Regions from separate parts of the Rattus norvegicus genome. Here regions 1 and 3 are each linked to region 2. A link is a contact called in public Hi-C data. All regions are on one chromosome and are shown on one strand. The core of a region is the stretch at or near the end of the contact, and the rest is flanking DNA. Distances in the headings are between cores, read along the strand shown. Region 1 holds the start of Hspe1 (heat shock protein family E (Hsp10) member 1). Region 2 holds the start of Mars2 (methionyl-tRNA synthetase 2, mitochondrial). Region 3 holds the start of Plcl1 (phospholipase C-like 1).

Region 1 (3,644 bases), core at 505-3,004, 130 kb before region 2:
TACACTAGTGCATTTGCCTTTTATGTTGGAAATTTCAGCGTTCAGTGAACGCTCACATTACAGCTATGCACTTGAGTTATTAGAGTGGAGTTGTACTTTCCCCTCTATACCCTCTAACTACTGGGATGGGATCCAAAATTTAATGCAAGCATGCACACAGTCATGACTCTGGTTTGAAAATCTTCCTTGAGCTGTTACTATTACATCACAACGCACAGAAGTCTCCCAAATCGACTGAAGCAGCAGTAAGGACACCGTCGTAGAATGACCAACTAACAAACCTAAATAACACCCCCCAAACCACTAAGTTGTACCACATGCAAATCAGATACTCACAAAACTCGATTACAAAATGCTGTCTTGCAGCTACAGAACACTATTCTTTAACACGACATAAGTATACTGGTACCTTTGGCCCCATTGTAACAGCTACAGCATCGGCTAAAAGGTCTACACCTTGAAGCATTAAGGCTCGAGCATCCGCACCAAATTTTACATCTTTGGCATAGGCCCGAGTGAGATGAGGAGCCAGTGCCCGAGACACTGGTCTCATCTGGCGAAGGACTGTGGGTAGTCGAAGCATTTCTGGGGAAAGAAAAAAAGTATCACTACAAACTTGTCCAACGGTGCTTCAAAATATGGTGGCTAGATTGGAGTTCTGCTGTTCTCTGCTAACGGCGCTGCAGATTCAGGACATAATCTGTTAACCAACTGATCATGGAGGCTGCCCCCATGCCTGACCTACAGCACTAGCACAAAGCACACGAAACCACCTCCCCATGGCCACCCCCTCCTGCCCTCTCGAGTTAATCTTTCACTGCCAAAACGGCCTTGGAAGCAGATCCACTCCGAAAAGTGTCTGAAAAAAAAAGTTGGTGTAAGCAGGCAGGTTCTAAATGCAAGTGCCTAGAGAATCACAGAAGTACTAATGACGGTGCAAAACCCTCTAAGGAGAGTGTCGCCCGCCAGGCATCCACCCGGAGCTACAGTAGCACAGCAGCAAGCAAGGCCGGAGGAAAAGGGCCCTAGCTCAGCGCAGCCGCGCAGCCCCACGTGTCTTCTCGACCAGGAGCCCCGAGCAAGGTCAAAGTGAAGGCGCCGGATCACCGCGGCCACAGCGGACTAGAGGACCGCGACCACCCTCCGATAGAGCCCTACAGTGCGCCAGGCGCAGATGGAACCACAGGGCCCAAGTTGCTCCCACCCTAGCCCGCCCTTGCTCCCGCGCTTAGCCTAGGTCGCGTGGTGCCCGCCGCACGTGATGAAAGCAGTATGGCCCTACTGGGCCTGAACAAGTGAACCGAGCCTGCGGCGTCGCTGACAGACTTATCCCCCAGCCCTCCGTGCTCGGTCCGCGCTGCAAGCAGGCCCACGAGCACCGGGCCGCCGTGCACGCCGAGGCCGCGTACCTGCGGGGCGGCGGCGGAAGAGCACGAGGCGAGGCAGGCCGTCTGCGGCGAGTGAGGGACCCAGCACTGGGCGCGCACCGCAATGAGCCCGAGTCCCCTCCCTCCCCGGCCCCGCCCCGCGGCCCCGCGTGCGCGCGCGCGCGCGCCCCACTTCTCCCACGCCCCGGCCCTGCAATCTGCATGCGACGCGCGCGGCCCCGCCCTCCTTACCTGAGCGGCCTCAGCCCCGTGGCCTCAGCACTCTCCCGCCGCCGTACACTGGTTCCTGGGCCGCGCTCGGTTCTAGAACCTTCCGGAAGGCCCCGCGCTTTTCGTGGGTGAAAGGTCAAGTGGCGTCATTTCCGGGAGGGGCTTGTTCTTTCACCTCAGCGGCCGACCTGGAAAAGCCTAGAAAGTGCTCCCCTTTTCTTCCGCCTCCGGCTACCCGCATCGGCCGCCTGCGCGGAGTCCTGGCCACCAATCGGCGCGCGCGCTGGAGTGGCCGCCTTCTCTCACGCTAAGGGGCTGAGTGCGCCTGCGCGCTGCGCTGTCTTTTCACGTGTCCTGAGCCGGCCCACGGGAGTCTCCTTGCAGCAGGAGTCCGAGTGCAGAGTCCGGAGCTGCGGCGGCGTAAGTCATGGTGAGTGTCTCGTGGCTGGCAGGCCGACGGATCCAGTTCGGCCTGCGGCCCACGGCGAGCCCATGTGCGCTTTGGGACTAGCAGGACAGGACAGGGGTCCACTCAGTGTCCAGCGACCTCCCGTTGCTCTACAGAAGCGAGGCCTATCCGACCCTTTCTCCACCACGGCTTTTCTGCACGCACGTGTGCGGCAGGCGTCTGGAGCAGGGGGCGGGCGCCCGGGTACATACTCAGAAGCCCACCTGCCCTGGCACGGCCTAGGTGAATGAGTCCTATGTTGGAGAAAGAGTAAGATCGGGGCTTAAAAATTGACACCACTCCCCTGTTACTCGAGTTTGAAAAAAAAATCTAAAGGAAAAATATTTGACCTTGGAAAAGACCAAGGTTGCGATTGCTGATGAGCAATGAAGACCCCCGCCCCCCACACACTCACAACAGACAAGGAAATGAAAATCAACTTGGCTTATATGGAGTGAACATTGAAGGGTATATTCTAAAGATACACTTGAGTTTTCTTGTCATTTTGGAAGGCTTTGACCTATTGGGAGTTAAGGTTTGCAGTGGTATTTATTAACTTCGTCTCCTGACACTTCGAACTTAATTACTGTCTGTTTGAACACATTTCTCTCCACAGGCTGGACAAGCTTTTAGGAAGTTTCTTCCGCTATTTGACAGAGTATTGGTTGAAAGGAGTGCCGCTGAAACTGTGACCAAAGGTGGCATTATGCTTCCAGAAAAGTCTCAAGGAAAAGTATTGCAAGCAACGGTCGTGGCTGTGGGATCAGGCGGGAAAGGAAAGGTAACCCGGAGCTCCTAGAGTGGTACAGAATTTTATGTGTGATGTGGAAGGAGAGGAATTGGTTTGTTAATTAAAAAGTTAATTAAAATGGCAAGGTTTTTTTGGAAGTAATTTCAAGTTAGATTTCAATTCACGAAGAACCTCGCATTCAGGAAAACAATTTTAGAATTGTTTTATATTTCTAAGGAATGACAGGGACTGTAAAAAGGCAGAGGGTATTTGAGTGTATGACTGTATGTGCACATGTCTGTATGATGTGTTGCAGGGCCATCTCCACCTTACTCTTTTGGGGTAAAGTCGTGTTGAACTAGTCTGGTTTCTGGCCTGAGCATGTTGGGGGTTACATCCTTTTTACTATAGTGTTGGGATCCCAACTTGGGTTCCCATACTTTGATAGCAAGTCTCTTTACCCACTGAGCTAATTCAGCAGTGCCCCACACTACAGATTAAAAAGTGCCTGCCTTGATAGTGCCTCATGCCTCTGGCCCAGGTTCTTTGGAGGCCAAGGCAAGTGGATTATAGAGCCTTGTAGGCCAACAGGAGGTACAGGACGAGACCATATCTCAAAGTAAAACAAAACCTCACAAAATGAAATACCTCTGTAGTGGGTTGGGGATTTAGCTCAGTGGTAGAGCGCTTGCCTAGCAAGCGCAAGGCCCTGGGTTCGGTCCCCAGCTCTGAAAAAAAAAAAGAAATACCTCTGTAGTTATTTTGTAGCCTACTCTTCAAATTTTAAATAGACAGAAGATCATACAAGTAGATAAACCCAGGGGTCTTTTCAGAATTGAAGGAGGTATTTAATAAGGCACAAAACTAA
Region 2 (3,354 bases), core at 696-3,195:
AACTGAGCAAACCAAACACCATCTCCATGGGTACTATTGATTTTGTTTCATGTTGGCCATTTGTTGTTGAGCATGGGGCCTACCCTAAGTGTGGTTTATATCCTAGTAAGATATCCACTGGAGAAAACAAGTTTTTCATTTGCAAGTAGTAGTCAACTGGATGTAGCTTCTGGGTTAGGGATGTGAGCTTGTGACCATGTCCCTCTCAGCACTAGGGCCCATCAGGCCCCTACTTGTAGAGCCCTGTGCATGCTGCTTCAGTCTCTTTGAGTTCATACCTGCATCTGTCCTGTCTGGAAGGCACTGTTTTCTTGGTGTCTCTCATTTCTACTGCCTCTTACTGTCTTTTTCTTTCTTTCTCTTCTGCATAGTTTCCTGAAACCTGAAGTTTGATGAAGATGCCCCATTCAGGACTGAGCGTTCCATAGTCTTTCATTCTCTGCACATTGTTCACTCATGGGTCTCTGTTAAGCTCTCACCTGTAGGAGGGAGCTTCTCTGATGCTGGCTGAGTGAGACAGTGATCTATTTGTACAGCAGAATGTTAAGGATCATTTTACTGTTATTGTTCTTTTAGCAGAACATTCCCGTGTGTCCCTGGCCTGTCTAGTCTTAGGTTCTTGGCCAACTGAGAAGTGTCGGGTACTGGCTTTATTTCATGGAGTTCCTAAATCCAATAAGCTGGTGGTTGGTTACTCCCACAACCTTTGTGGCACTATTGTACCAGCAGATCATGCATCAAGATCATCATGTATATCAAAAGGTTTGTAACTGGGTTGGTGCTTACCTTTATTTCTAGTAGCATGCAGACTACCTTCCAGTACCATGAAACTAGTGAGTCTGCAGACCCCAACTTTTAAGTTTACATACTTTCTACTTGCCTTTTGCAAATTCGCAGATCAACCAGAACAGACTAGATTATGCTGTGGATGTTTGTCTCACTTTCTGTAGTTCCTGTAGAGAATTTCATCAGTCTATCTTTTTTTTTTTTTTATTCTTTTTTTTTGGAGCTGGGGACCGAACCCAGGGCCTTGCACTTCCTAGGCAAGTGCTTTACCACTGAGCTAAATCCCCAACCCCCATCAGTCTATCTTCTAAACCATCACAGAAAGCACATCCAACTCACCACCAGTCTTTACACACCATGTACAAGTCAAAAAGAATGAACAATATGGTTGAATCTTAGGAATAAAATGTTGAATTAGAAAGGTAAGATAGAGACTACCTGCCCCCCGTCTTTTTTAAGATGTAATTAATATAAGCAGTGTTACTCAGATGCACTGCTTCTATACAGGAATGTGGACGTGAAGGCAAAACTCAGGGCTGTTACTGCTCATGGAAGAGGGTTAGCACACAGCGAATAGATCTAAACTGCAGCTCATCTCTAACTTAAATGTTGATGTGCATTGCAGTTCATTGGGGGAACTCAGTAAAGCTTCTATCGTTGGTCTGAGATTCCAGTTTCTGCCTCAGCAGTAGTGAAAGGGCCTCAGAATATGTATGTCTAACTAAGTTCTTGCTGTCTCCTTCTGCTTTGGGGACCATCTTTTGAGAATCACCAACAGTACTTAAGTTAGGTGAGGGTTTATAGGTGTTTTATCTGATTTTATTATGTGCATATGTACACCGTTTAAATGGTGTAGGGAGGCCAGTTGTGGATGAGAAAATATGCTTCGAGCCAAGGATTAATAATACAATTTTGGGTTTCTAAATTCTCTCTCGCTAAAAATTAGGATTCCATACTAAAAGCGCAGTCTTGGAAGAACTTGAAGACCATTTGAGGAGAAAATTGTGACTGGTTTTGCACAATAAGGCTGAAAGTTAACGTTTCCTTATCTGCACGTCTGTGACTCGGCACTCCGATGCCTGGATGATTCTCAAATCAACCCTTAAGGCTCAGCAAAATGTTCAGACACGTTATTTCCTTTTCTCCCGTGCTTATCCTTCCCTAAAGTGCTCTAGGAAATTATTTTTCCTTTCTTTCAGATTTATTTAGATTCTGAGATAAACGCCGGATTTGTGCCTTGCTATATGACAGTTAATGGATTTGGGAAAATACCTCAATATAAAAATCTTGCCAACAAGTTCAGTCCAGAACCGATTAGTTCAGTTCAGATCCACAGCAGATCCCAACGAGTAAAACTGCACAACACTCGGGCTACGCTCTCCTTTCACCAACTGCCCTGACACGGAACCCATTAGCCGACTACTCAAAAACTCCCGCCGGCCAGCGGCCCTTGCGCGCTGCAGGAAGCCTGTGGAGGCAGGCGTGGGCGAGGCTACAGGAGTCACTGCTCGTCGTTCATTGGCTTCCGCGCCGGAAGCTGCGGTGCCGCCCAGCTGCGCACGCGCCCTCTCACGTGCTTGGGAACGCCGCCTTCAGTGCTGGGGCCGGCTGGCACCATGCTGCGGCAGTGCGCTCTGTGGGTGCTGACGCGCACCCCGGCCGGCCGCGGCTGTCGCCGCTACAGTTCGTGCTCGCCGAGCGCTAGTGGCGACGCTCGGGAAGCGCGGGCCTACTTCACCACACCCATCTTCTACGTGAACGCCGCGCCGCACATCGGGCACCTGTACTCCGCGCTGCTGGCCGACGCCCTGTGCCGCCACCGTCGTCTCCGAGTTCCCGGCTCTGGGTCCACGCGTTTTTCTACCGGTACGGACGAGCACGGCCTGAAGATCCAGCAGGCGGCAGCCACCGCGGGCCTGGCCCCGATCGAGCTGTGCGATCGAGTGTCTGCCCAGTTCCTGCAGCTTTTCCGGGAGGCTGGCATCTCCTCCACCGACTTTATCCGCACCACGGAGGCTCGGCACCGGGTAGCGGTGCAGCACTTCTGGGGTGTGCTGGAGGCCCGGGGTCTGCTTTACAAAGGGATCTATGAAGGGTGGTATTGCGCCTCGGATGAGTGTTTCCTGCCTGAGGCCAAGGTCACTCGGCAGGTGGGTCCGTCCGGGGATCCTTGTCCTGTCTCTCTCGAGAGCGGACACCCTGTCTCCTGGACCAAGGAAGAAAATTACATTTTCAAGCTTTCTCAGTTCCGAGAACCACTCCAGCGGTGGCTTCGAAACAACCCTCAGGCGATCACACCGGAACCGTTCCACCAGGTAGTTCTTCAGTGGCTGGAGGAGGAGCTGCCTGATTTGTCGGTTTCTCGGAGGAGTAGCCATCTGCACTGGGGCATTCCAGTTCCCGGGGACGACTCGCAGACTATCTACGTGTGGCTGGATGCCCTGGTCAACTACCTCACTGTAGTTGGCTACCCGGATGCAGATTTCAAGTCTTGGTGGCCAGCAACATCTCATATTATCGGTAAGGACATTCTCAAATTTCATGCTATTTATTGGCCTGCCCTTCTCC
Region 3 (3,654 bases), core at 139-2,638, 180 kb after region 2:
CTAAAACCAGAGCTCGCAGCTCATCTAGAGGATACTCTTTTCTGGAGTGCTCGTATATTTAAAGAAAAGGTAAAGTCAGATCTTACTAGTCTTCCCTAGGAGATGATAAATGTCAAATGTGAATCCTCCCAAGAGTCACATCCAGTTCTGACTGGTCGTAGCCCCAGGGGAGCTAGATTAAAAAAAAAAGTGAAGAGAGCACGGAGGTTGCTGGGTAGCAGATCTGATTTTAGTGTCTGTACCAATCAGTCGGTAGACAAGGCCTCCCTGGGCTTTCATTTAAAAATAAAAGAGCTGCCCTAGATGATCCCCAAGACTCCCAGTCCATCTTTAAAATGCTAGAATTCTAATATAATTCTGGCTCTCAAGGGCTTAAGAATTTCTTGGTGCTTTTGGCCACGTTACGGAAAAAGTAAATCTTGAATTATGAAATTATTAATTGAAATCCATTTAATGATCTAAGTGAGGTTTAATATAGACCTTGATGCTCCAAATATTTTAAATGAAAATGCTGTCTTCCAACTCTGCAGGGACCTTAGAACCATTGTCTACGTTTGCTCACAGTTTGGTTAATGCTATTGAATCTCTACTCTCTTGATCCTAGCTAGCTTGGTGTGGAAGGAGCAAAATGAATTGATTTAGAATTATATGTAGAAAGGAGGCTGAACCCTCGTTCGGGAACGTTTTAGGGAAGAAACTAAACCTGCCAATGACCGTGTTGTGATGTGGCTTCCAACATATCTGCGGTTCATCCAGGGGGCGGTCCAAGGGTTTTCATTGCGCTGATTTCTCTTACCCTGCCCCTTTCTCCCAACTCCTTGTAATCACTCAGATTACTGAGTGAATGTAGAATCCGCTCATAGAACCCGAGGCAAATTGTGGAACTCCAGGGTCCTAGTGCGTGGACTTCACTTCTAAGGATTGGCAGAAGAGCCTGTGATTAACCCTTGGCTGTGCCAAGTGTCACTATCACCCCAAATGATCTGACCTTCTCGCTCAACACCCTCTTTCTTCCAGATTTGCTGTGTTGCAGGTAGTGTTTCTTCCGGCGTCTCCCTGACGCCCGCATCCCACCCCTCCCCCGTTTCATTTCTTGCACCTTCAGCTTGTTTTCGCCTCTTTAAACTTCCTAAAATGTACTCCGAGTGCCTGCGGGTGCGCACACTGGCGCGCGCATCCTCGCCTAGTACCGGGGCCAGCGGGGCTGGGCAGGCTCCGAGCAACAGAACACATTCCATTCTTCGCGCTCGGGCACACCCCTCCGCCGTAAGGATTGGTCCGGCCGAACCCCCCCGGCGAGCCTCGGCTCCTGAGAGGCCCGGGCGCCTGCCAATCCCCATGGGCTGTCAAAACAAGTCTTCCCTCCCTGTCACAGGCGAGCGGAGTGGAGGCAGCCGCCGCCGCACTTCCTGAGGCCGCCGCTCCGCGGTCGGCGGGCAGGTGGCTGGTGGCCGGTCCGCAGTCGCCGCTCGGGCCGCGCGCGTCCAGGCTTCGGAGGGTTCGGAGGCTCCGGGCTCCGGCGCCCGCTGTCTTTTGTCTGCGCAGAGCCGGCGCTCGCCTCCCGTCGCCGGTACCTCCCGCTGCTTTTCGCCTGCTTCTCCCTCCCGCTCACATCTTCTCCCCGCCCCCGCCGCCGGTCCGCGCCGGCCCGCTGACCTCCTGGACCACAGCCCGAGGACGCCTCTGCCCGAGTGATGTCTCCTCTCTACAAAGTTGCGGCCGCCGCTGCAGCCGCCGTCGCGCGCTGAAACAAAGTCTAGCGGCGTTTCCTTCTGGTGCCTGAGCGCACCCTTACTCAGGGCTGGACGCCGCTGGCGGTCGTGCTGTCTCGCCGGGAGCCTAGAACGTGCTTGGCCATGGCTGAGGGCGCGGCTAGCAGGGAGGCTCCGGCGCCTCTCGACGTTGCGGAGGGCGAAGACGACCCTCGAGCCGGCGCCGATGCTGCCTCCGGGGACGCTGCACCCGAGGCCTCGGGGGGCCGGATGAGGGACCGTCGCAGCGGGGTTGCGCTGCCGGGCAATGCGGGGGTCCCCGCGGATAGCGAGGCTGGCCTCCTGGAGGCGGCACGAGCGACCCCCCGGCGCAGCAGCATCATCAAGGTAAGCGGAGCCACAGCGGCCCGGAGCCTGGGACTGGGTGTCGGGTGGGTAGGGGACACCCCCCTCCCCAACCCCGGGCAGGATGTTCGTTGCCCCTGGCGTCGCAGGCTAGGCATTGTTTTCTTATACCACCTTCATAGCCAAACCTTCCTGCCTAGTCCGGAGGTTCCCAGAGTCAGCTGCTGGCCTTGAGAAGCAGAAGTGACTTCCCCTCAGTCAGTGGAGGAAAAGTTCCTCTCTGCGCTCTGCGCTTCTGCGGTTTGATGGATGCTTTTCCTCATTTTCGCCGCAAGCCTCACTAACCGGTAGATGGGAGGAGGGAGGGAGGACTTGGGATAAACGCAGACTTGCGGGCTGGCTGTGCATTTTCCAGAGGAGGGCTAGCTTTCCCGAATAGCAATGGCAATGCACAGCCTACTTAAGTGTGTGTGGGAAATCTCCCCAGACACAAATAGTTCTGAAATCCTGAACTTTGCAGATAGGTAGGCAGAGTTTGCAGCGGATGCTGCAGCATACAGCATAGAAGGGATGAAGGAAGAGCTCAGAGGTTTTGAGCTGCAGAAAACACACATCCGGGAAAACGTTCCCAGACTCCCCTAGCATCCCCAGAGGATTTGCCTTTATCCATCTGCCAAGGAATTGTAAACCTTTCTTTGCCCTATTTTTTATTTATTTCTGTCTTCCACTTTGAACTTGTTTCCCATGTTCGAAAGTTCATCTTTTGGGTGTATGACTTTGGAGTAATTTTTTTCAGGTAAGAGCCCTGGTGTTAGCTCTGGAATAGGGCCTCTTAGCATAGATCCCTGCGAATACTACGTACATGTGAGATTAAAGTTGATCCTGGTAAAGCAGTCAGTGTGGATGTACACCCTTAAGAGTTACACACAATACACCAGAGGCGACAGTAAAAGGTCTGGGAGCCGCCTACTATTCAACCTACTGACTTACCCGGTAGGCTCACACATTCAGGAAGCTTGCTTAGGTTTAAACCAAGCGACCACCGTGTAAGTGTAATGCTTATCTTCTTTCCTAAGCTACCAGCACCAATGTTTGTACCCACATCCACCTATCTCTAAGCACTATCTATGTTTTTTCCTCCAACACGGACACATGGAAGTTTAAAAGCTACAGGGACACTTCCTGTTAAAAGTGGATGATCATTTAAAATAACTTGTAGTAGTTTGTTTGCTTATCTATACTTTTTCATAACGTGCAAAGAGAATTATATTCTGAATGTGAATTTGGATAAGAGAAATGGCCCTCTTTTAATACCACAAGTCAGAAATCATATTGTGTCGCAAAATAATCACATTTAGGAACCAGATACATTTGGATTACACATCGTCATTGTAAGGTAGTTTGAAGTACACGACGATAACCGCGGCGGCTCTTTGTAATAGTGTGGAAAGTCCAAGTCACGAGGGCTAAGGACTGTGCCGAATCTTGTAGTGAGTTTACCTCTCTGAAGTGCTCTGTGCTCCAGGTGCTACTACAGCTCTGAAATCCAAGGGCTGTGCTCAAATGGAAGCTTGGGACTCAGCACTCAAGAAGCTGA

The links. A called contact is a pair of places that touch in the nucleus more often than the background predicts.
Region 1: a Hi-C map of frontal cortex shows a contact between it and region 2, with 3 times the contacts expected there. The contact joins the promoter of Hspe1 here to the promoter of Mars2 in region 2. A contact is called at or near these places in 1 of 12 Hi-C or Micro-C datasets (frontal cortex) and 1 of 1 datasets of contacts at active chromatin or transcription factors (oligodendrocytes).
Region 3: a contact with region 2 is called in a Hi-C map of Schwann cells, with 7 times the contacts expected there. The contact joins the promoter of Plcl1 here to the promoter of Mars2 in region 2. A contact is called at or near these places in 2 of 12 Hi-C or Micro-C datasets (Schwann cells and frontal cortex) and 1 of 1 datasets of contacts at active chromatin or transcription factors (oligodendrocytes).

The regions. Positions count from the first base shown.
Region 1 is chr9:64,082,573-64,086,216 of GRCr8, forward strand. Hspe1 (heat shock protein family E (Hsp10) member 1) reads left to right here and starts at 1,755. Exons shown (of 4, transcript NM_012966.1): 1 at 1,755-2,028; 2 at 2,663-2,827. The coding sequence starts at 2,026. Hspd1 (heat shock protein family D (Hsp60) member 1) reads right to left here and starts at 1,465. Exons shown (of 12, transcript NM_022229.2): 1 at 1,410-1,465; 2 at 410-585. The coding sequence starts at 583.
Region 2 is chr9:64,212,990-64,216,343 of GRCr8, forward strand. Mars2 (methionyl-tRNA synthetase 2, mitochondrial) reads left to right here and starts at 1,946. Exons shown (of 3, transcript XM_039084841.2): 1 at 1,946-3,306. The coding sequence starts at 2,403.
Region 3 is chr9:64,394,588-64,398,241 of GRCr8, forward strand. Plcl1 (phospholipase C-like 1) reads left to right here and starts at 1,389. Exons shown (of 6, transcript NM_053456.2): 1 at 1,389-2,099. The coding sequence starts at 1,857. LOC120094794 (a long non-coding RNA gene) reads left to right here and starts at 2,106. Exons shown (of 2, transcript XR_005489492.2): 1 at 2,106-3,654.